Linked DNA regions of Mus musculus: region 1 is linked to region 2. The links are chromatin contacts, called in public Hi-C maps. All regions are on one chromosome and are shown on one strand. The core of a region is the stretch at or near the end of the contact, and the rest is flanking DNA. Distances in the headings are between cores, read along the strand shown.

The links. A called contact is a pair of places that touch in the nucleus more often than the background predicts.
Region 1: a contact with region 2 is called in a Hi-C map of the N1E-115 cell line, with 4 times the contacts expected there. The contact joins two enhancer-like sites. A contact is called at or near these places in 1 of 15 datasets of contacts at CTCF or cohesin (CD8 T cells), 6 of 484 Hi-C or Micro-C datasets (3T3-L1-derived adipocytes, the N1E-115 cell line, adipose-derived mesenchymal stem cells and 3 more) and 8 of 115 datasets of contacts at active chromatin or transcription factors (the 230-238 cell line, bone marrow-derived macrophages, a colorectal cancer cell line and 5 more).

The regions. Positions count from the first base shown.
Region 1 is chr16:55,553,092-55,557,447 of GRCm38.p6, forward strand. All of the region lies in intron 1 of Gm45968 (a long non-coding RNA gene), which reads right to left. Among named protein-coding and RNA genes, the nearest start is that of Gm45968, 27 kb to the right of the region's middle. Within about 2 kb of position 2,285, at least 143 of the 459 cell types and tissues checked have an H3K27ac peak or open chromatin away from gene starts, as enhancers often do. A contact at or near this core is called in the N1E-115 cell line, bone marrow-derived macrophages, a colorectal cancer cell line and 3 more, where this site is marked.
Region 2 is chr16:55,731,601-55,735,702 of GRCm38.p6, forward strand. No RefSeq gene overlaps it. Among named protein-coding and RNA genes, the nearest start is that of Nfkbiz, 88 kb to the right of the region's middle. Within about 2 kb of position 2,366, at least 75 of the 459 cell types and tissues checked have an H3K27ac peak or open chromatin away from gene starts, as enhancers often do. A contact at or near this core is called in the N1E-115 cell line, bone marrow-derived macrophages, a colorectal cancer cell line and 3 more, where this site is marked.

The sequences.
Region 1 (4,356 bases), core at 1,035-3,534, 180 kb before region 2:
TTGTACATGGGTCTTACTTTCACACCTTTAAGGTGTGTGTGTGTGTGTGTGTGTGTGTGTGTGTGTGTGTGTGTTTAACTTTGAGTACCTGTAGAAGCCAGGAAACCAGAGAAGGGCCACTGGATTGGGGACTGTCATAAGGCAGGGGATAGCAAGCATAAGTGACATGAAAACAGAGAGAATAGTCGGAGCAGGAAGTTTAAGCAGGGATGGGAAGGCAATGGGCCTGCAAACAACTGGGCATGTCAACAGTCAGCCACTGAAGCTCAGGAGGCAAGACTCCTCCCTACTGACCCACTGCTAGATTACTAGGGCAAAGGCAGGCATCATCTTCATCATCTATGGCTGCATATCCATCCATGAAAGCACAAGGCTCCACTCATGGTCACACAGATCAATAATCTCAGTGGGCCTCAAACTAAAACAGAAAAATACATGGATGTGGGAAAGAGGAGAGCGTTAATAAGAGTGACAGAGATGAGAGAGGATGGGGTTACATTAATCAGAATTCATCAGACTCATGTATGAAACACACCAAAACTATGTTTCAATAAAAAGTCTGAGGGGTTATCTGTCAGCAACTGGAATCAAAGACCAAATATTACAAGACTCTCTTGGTACCCTAATCTATACGAATCTGTGAAATACTGGCACACACAATGCGGGGAGCAACCACCCAATCTCTGGTTGGATTTAAGAGACACTCCATAAGATGGAACCCATTCCTGACACCGCTCAGGTGGCCAAGAACCTGAGACCAGATAGGTCAGGGACCCTGAAGAAAACCACATTCTATTGTTCTGCTAAAGGAACATAATGACAATAGTAGCAATAAAATGGCTGTTAATAACATCCTGCTGTGCTCATAAATCACAGTGTTCTGCTCAGCCATCACCAGCAAAGCGTCCTCATGCAGTAGATGGGAACACATGCAGAGGCTCACAGGCAGGCCATGTGCACAGTGTGAGAGAGCTCGGAACGTTCAGTACTAAACAGGATGTTTCATCAAATCCCTCCCCTCAGGGCTCAGGAAATTGTGTGAAAGAGGCCAGAGGGAATAGATGACCCTAAGAAAACCAGATACAGCGGGACTGGTGCACTTAGGAACTCAGAGAGACCTGTAGCAACACACATACACACACAGGGCCTGCATATGCCCAAACAAGATGGGGTCTCAGTACTGAGAGGTGAATGTGACCATAAGCTTTCATCCCCAAACAAGAACCAATCTCCAACTGACAGCTGCTCACAAAGGAAAAGTTACTTTCTCCAAGGGAGTATTTGCTGCGTGTTGCTCAACCCACACTTAAAGGCAAGCCCCATGCTCAGCTGTAGATGGCCATCATAAACTAAACTCATTTTATTTTCTCTTACTGCTTTATTTGGGCTTTTGTTTTTGTCTACCTTACTGGTCTTTTGTTTGTATATTATTGTTTCTGGTCTCATGGGGTTTGTGGGTTTTATGTGTGTGTGTGTGTGTGTGTGTGTGTGTGTGTGTGTGTGTGTGTGTGTGTGTGTATGTATGTTTCTTGTGTCTTTTCTTTCTTTTTGTTTATTTCGTATTATTCTTTTCCCCTTTGTCCATTTGTCTTCTAGAGAGAAAGAGAGATAGAGAGAGACAGAGACACACAGAGAAAGAGAGAGAGAGAGAAAGAGAGAGAGAGAGAGAGATAAAGAGAAGGCATGGATTTTGAAGTACGTGAAGTGAGGAAGATCTGGAAAAAAGATGTGCAGGGGAAGCTGTGATCAGAATATATTTCAAGGAAAAATATTTTCAGTTAAGAATATATTAAAAATCCACAGTTATACCAGGAAATAAGCATATATATATATATATATATATATATATATATATATATATTCACAAAAAGTATCATTCATCAGCCTATAGACAAATTCAGAAAAGCTACTGAAATTCAAATAAATGAAATAATTAGTAGTGTTTCAATTTTAAGGTAAACATATTAACTTTTATCATTCTTGCATTGTTAGGTGCTATCGGGGTTGAGGGAGTTGAATCAAGGATAGAGAGGAAATTAATGCACTACTTTTTAAACCCTTCCGTACATTTAGAATGGTCTCAAAATGAAGTTTTGGGCATGATAATCACATCTTGGAACTGCTAGGACAGGAAGAATAAAATACTGACTACAATTAGCTCACACCAGCCATTGGAAAAATGTCTGCAGAGAGAGGCAGACGTGATCTCACACCCAGAGACCCTAAAGGGAAGGTGACTCAAGGGGGAACAGTGGACAGCTATGGAAGCAGCACACCATCTGAGGGCAGTGACTCAACTTCCGGTGAGTCACCTTCCGGCCCCTTCCTACCCCACAGCCGTCAGTTATACAGTCTTATCGGTCTGAAATGTGGGCTCTGCTTCTCTGCAGCACCCTGGCTCCTGTTCATCCACTTGATGAATCGTTTCTCCTGCAGGAGCCTTCTGGGGTCTAACATGTCTGAAACAGATCATTTTCTTAAAGAAGGATTCCAGTCCTTTACCTCCTCTCTTCCAGAACCTTCCACCTTGTTTTACTTAGACTACATCAAAATTCCTTAGGGTAGCATGCAAGATACCTTACTGATACTGAGCCACTCCTTAGCGCCAGCCTTATCGCATCTCACGTCTCTAAACAGCCAGATTCCTGCCTCAGCTTCCGGAACTCTCATGAATTCCAGAGCAGATCTTCTCCTGACCTCTGTCCCACCAAGTCATTCTACCACATTAGCACCTTTCTCTGCAATGCAAACTCCATATTTTCTGTTTTTAACAGACTTCCCTGGTTGTTCCAGAGAATTCCTACTCCTACTCTGTCCGTCAGGGTCTGCAAGGATAATTAGCACTCTCCCTCCGTATATTCCTCTGCACATGGCTTTTGGAACATAAGTCATGAGACCCATTCTCTTGATAGTGTGTAAATCCTTTAATGGCAAAAGTGGTATTTAATTCATCTGAGAATTCTCAGCCCCGGCTCTAGACCTGGCTCTTAGGGGTCAGCCACCACTCGTGGTAAGTTTGAAGTCAATGAAAACGTACTCAGATGTGATGTTTCCCAGAGCTGCAAAAGGAGCCATTGTGAAAGAAGACACACGGCCACGCATGTTCCTATTGAATTCAACTTTTCAAATTGCACAAAATACTGGAGAGGAAAAAAAAGCCAGTGATTCTAGGTAAACACTCGGGAGTACCAGTGCCCAGGCTGGCAATTCAAATGCTTACAGAGAAGCCGAAGCAGCTCCAAACAAAGGTTGCTATTAGCAACAGAAAATGCAGCTAGCAACATCAGCTTCAGGAAGAAAAAGTAGGCAAAGATCGGGCTCTAAGAAAGATGGCCATAATGCCAAGGATGAAATATGCAGTACAAAATTGTCTAGCATTCATTTTGCTTTATATTTTTTCCATCAAGGAAAAGAATGTTCACAATATAAGATTCAGATAAACATTGTTAGAGAAAATGAAACCAGTTTGCTTTGAAAAGAAAAAAATTATGTCACCAGTTTCGATTATCCCGGGGTATGAAAATAACTTGATATAAACTGCTTACAAGAAATTACTGTCATCCATGGATCACAGATTATAAAGGATGAAATTGTAGAGAAGTCTGGAGATTAAAAACTTTCCATTAAAAAACAGAAACAAACAACAACAACAAACCCAGACTGAGCTGTTATTAGGAGAGCAACCCTGGGCATCTGGGAATGGTAAGTCTCTTAAACTAATATTGAACTCCCACTAGACTACATGAGTAATCTTATTCTTTAAAATTGTCACACCACAAGAACACGGTCCACAGAATCAACTAACCAGGGCACATAAGAGCTCACAGAGAATGAACTAACCTATATAGGTCTGACCTAGGTCCTCTGCATGTATGTTATGGTTGTGTAGCTTGGTGTTCTAGTGGGACTCCTAACAGTGGGAGCAGGGCTCTCTCTGACTCTTTTGCCTGCTTTTGGGAACCTTTTCCACTGGGTTGCCTTGTACAGTCTTAATATGAGAGCTTGTGTCTAGTCTTATAACTTGTGTTGTGACTGGGTGATATCCCAGAGAGGCCTGCTCTTTTCCGAAGGGAAATGAAGGAGTGAATCTTGGGGAGAGGGAAGAATGTGGGGAGGGACTAGAAGGAAAGAAGGCAGGGGAAACTGTGGTCAAGATGTAATATATAAGAAAAGAATAAGATAAAAAAAGAATAATAAAGAAAAAGTGTTGTCATATACTGTAAATCTTCATTGCCCAATATAGCAGCCACTATTGACACCTCATTATTCAAAATTATATGATTTATTTTTATTTTAAAACCATTATTGAGTTGTACCAGGCTTATTTTCACCACTCATTACACACACACACACACA
Region 2 (4,102 bases), core at 1,116-3,615:
AACAGGGTGTTGTCTGGGTCATCATGTCTGGGTAGCCACTGTGACACCATCAAAAGTCTATAGAAACAAGTCAAGAGCTGAGAACTTGATTACCTCTAGGCTTACACACCCACATCCAAGTGGATTGCTATGAAGCCTTTAAAAACATCTGTAGGTGTAGAGTATATGCATATATTTTAGCATATGAAAGGCTATTCAGCCTCTTAGAAGACAAGGTGAGAAGTTAGTGCTGAATTATAATTCAAACATTAAAAGTCTACAAGAGAAGTTTCATCTAAGTCAATAGGTTTTTGAGTCTTTAATGAAAAACCTGGAAGGCTATTAAGCTATAAACCTATTTTTAATTCTCAACTACGATTTTATTGATATATGATTACCATACTATAAACCCTTTTAAAAGTGTCCACACAATGCATATTTTCAATATAAAGGCACCATTACTCCTACTTAATTTCAGAACATTGTTAGTCACCCAAGTAATGAACCTCTTATTAGCACTGACAGCACAATCTTCAGTAAGCCAGGCACTAAGAACTGCAGGGCCTCCTTTTCCTATGGGATCACCTACTCTGAGTGCTTTAAACAAATGCAGTAATAGGATCTATGACTTTTTGTGCCTAGTTTCTTTCTGTGTTGGTTTTTTGCTCTATAACCTTAGACCACAGGCGCTAATAAGAGAGCTTATCTTAAAGCTATCAGCTTTCTTTTTCAGAAATGTCTTGCAATGCTCTGTAAAATGCTTAAAACTCGGGGCTGGGGAGATGGCTCAGCAGTTCGAAACGCCTCGTGTTCTTGCAGAGGACCTGACTTTAGTTTCTAGAACCTACATGGTGGCACACAAATGCATGTGACTCCAATTTGAAAGGATCTGATGGTCTCTTTCGACATCTGCAGGCTCATGCAGGTCTGCGGTGCACATACATACACTCAAGCACATACCCATTACCATAAAATAAAATGACATTTTGAACGCTTAAAACTCGTGAGCTCTGATGGGCTGTGATCTGACCTAGCCTATAGAATCTCCAGCCCATGAGCTGGAACGTTCTTCAAACTTGAAACTTCTCAGGATGACTACAGTCTACCCTAATTCCAAAATCACCTTTCAATGAAACACAAGAACAGCATAATCCCATGAACTCAAAGCTTTGTGTGCCTGCTCACTGGCCCCAGGGCAACCTTGAGTAATTTTTTTTTAACTTCTCCTTTTACTTGAAAATGTAAAATGACAGCAGTACCTTCTCCACAGAGATGCTATGAGGACTAAGAAAAATACTCACGAAGTACTTAAGCCTGGTACAGAGAAAACCTCCAATAAATTTCTGTCACTCCCACTTTAGAACTAGTATTTTGTTATTCCCTTAAGCACTGCTATTCATCACTGTGTTCAGATAACTAGGCGAAGAATTATGTTGAAGGTGATACTTGCTTGCTTCATGGAAAGAGCATCCAATAGAAAATACTAAATAGACACTTTTTAAGTTTAAAGTTGCATGCCTGTTTGGAAACAAGTCTATATTCCTTGTGTACTTGTCTTACCTACAATGCTGTACTGGGACCTTGTGTGAGCTCTTCCATGAGGAAGTTGGTCAACTGGAAGCTTCTTGGGAGAGATGGCTATAAAGGATTAAGGATAAGGCAGCTGGCATAAGAGGGAGACCCTCAGATCAGGATGCCAGCTGGACACTGGAGAAAGGACAGAAAAGGATCCGGAGTCTGGCTGAAGTTTAGCTCTAACTTCTGACCCAGGATTTCTGTGGATGAATAAGGAGTAGCCATTAAAGTGCATCCCTATCTAGAGGAAGCCACCTGGCTCTACTGCCCCTCCCGGTCACTACTTGGAGAAGCCCTGGTAAACAGTACCTGGCAGGCGAGTACAGGCTTTACAGCTGTGAAGCCTGCTTACAGTACGTTTTCAGGCAGGGCACCTTCATGGTCTCTACAGAACACTCTGCAGACAGTATTACTTATGCTTTGTAAGTTCGCAAGCCGAACAAATAGGTTTTAGCATCCAACAGGAACAAAATGACCCTTTTACTAAATTAAACCCATCACCACCTTCATTATCTGCTTCATTTCTCTTATACAAACACAGGATGAGGCAACCGCCAGAGGATTTGGCCTCAGAAATAAAGACAAGATGGCAGATAAAGTACATCTGATCAGACAGTGTAGAGAAACCTCCGGGAGCCTGGGCAGAAGGAGGGGTATTAATCAGGGACACACACACACACACACACACACACACACACACACATGCCCAAAGCAAGTGCTCACAGTGACAAGCAGGTCAGCACCGTACTCACTGGGGTTCGGATAACTGGATAACTCCAGTTGTCAGAGCTATGGGTGAGGCAAGAGGAAGAAATGAGTCACTGATCTGGAGCTAAAGTAAAGGTCTCTGAGCTAAGGACTACAAATGAAGGAAGACAAGCAAGGGCAGAGTCACTGTCTGGCTCATTTCAAAACATTGTCACGAAGAGCTGCACAATGTACTATTGACAAACACCTGCTCTGCAGAGAATTAACATTTCAGCACATTCAGAGATCCAGCGCACATTTCCAAGTGACTGCAGGGTAAAAAGAAATCCCTGTAATTGCACTCTATCTTGCCAGGAAGACAAACCCCAAAAAAGCAATTAAAGCATTAGATGGTACATTGCGGGTCATGCGATGTCAGAGGTGGATGAACCTGAACGTGCACGAGGCTTTGGAGTAGCAGCCACTATAACAAAGTCATTCCCAGTGACTGCCCTCGATCCTGCAAGGGAGACCAACCCCAAAAGCAATTAAAAATCATACACAGTTCTTGGTGGATCATGTGATGACGGAGGAGAGTTAACTTTCTAAGTCAAGTGATCTTGACTCATCGCCCTGTGAGAAAGGAAGGAAACATTGCTGAGAGAACGGATCGGAACGAAGGTCACAAATGGGGTCAGCTCCTGGGCCAACCAGGGAGAGTGTCGCCCTCTAAGCCGTAGAGCCTAAAAAATAAAAGTGAGGATAAAACCAACCAGACCTTCCAGAGCTCCCAGGGATTAAATCACCAACCAAAGAGGGCCCACGGCTCCAGCATATGTAGCAGAGGATGTCCTTATCGGACATCAAAGAGAGGGAAGGCCCTTGGTCCTAAGAAGGCCTGATGCCCCAGCGCAGGGAAATGCTAGAGCAGTGAGGCAGGAGTGGGTGGGTGGGTGGGTGGGGGAGCACCCTCATAGAAGTAGGGGGAGGGGGAGGGGATAGGGGGTTTCCGAAGGGGAAAACCCGGAAGGGGGGATAACATTTGAAATGTAAATAAATAAAATAACCATTTTGGGGGGAAAAGGGTGAGGATAAAAGATCTAGAAGGGGTTAGGAGCATGCACTGGACAAAAGAGGAAAAGAATAAGAGAGACAGACAGATAAAATGAGAAAAAGGAGTCGCCCAAAAGGGACTTCAGAATGTTGAAGCTGGAAGGACCTCAAAGATAATCAGCTTAATTTCACTGCAGCAGAAATCATGGCAGAGTAGCAGGAGAAATCATTTGTTAAGCACCCAGCATATACTGTGCTATGCATTTTTAAAGAATACTCTTATTTATTCCTACTTAGAACCGTTTATTTATCTATTTATTTGTTTGTTTGTTTATTTATTTATTTTAACTTATACTGACAAGGTTTCACTATGTTGCCTAGACTGCCTTCAAAGTTCAGAAATCTAAAATAAAAATGTTAGTATGGCCTCACTCCATTCTAATGTGCAAAAGCAGTGGTTCTCAACCTTCCTAACGCTGTGACCCTTTAATACAGTCCCTCATATTATGGTGACTCCCAACCATAAAACTATTTTCCAAAAATTATGAGGTTGCCACTTCATAACTGTAAATTTGCTACTGTTATGAATCATCATCTAAATGTCTGATATGCAGGATATCTGATATGTGACCCCAGGGAAACAGTCGGTCAACCCCTGAAGGAGTCGAGGCCCACGGTTGAGAATTGCTGGTTTAGATCAATGACTGTGTGATACTCTCTTTTGGCAGACCTGCAAGATATCATGGAAATATAACACAAATCAGCAATAGAACAGGAAGGGTGGGGACAGAAGAAAGGTCACAGGAAG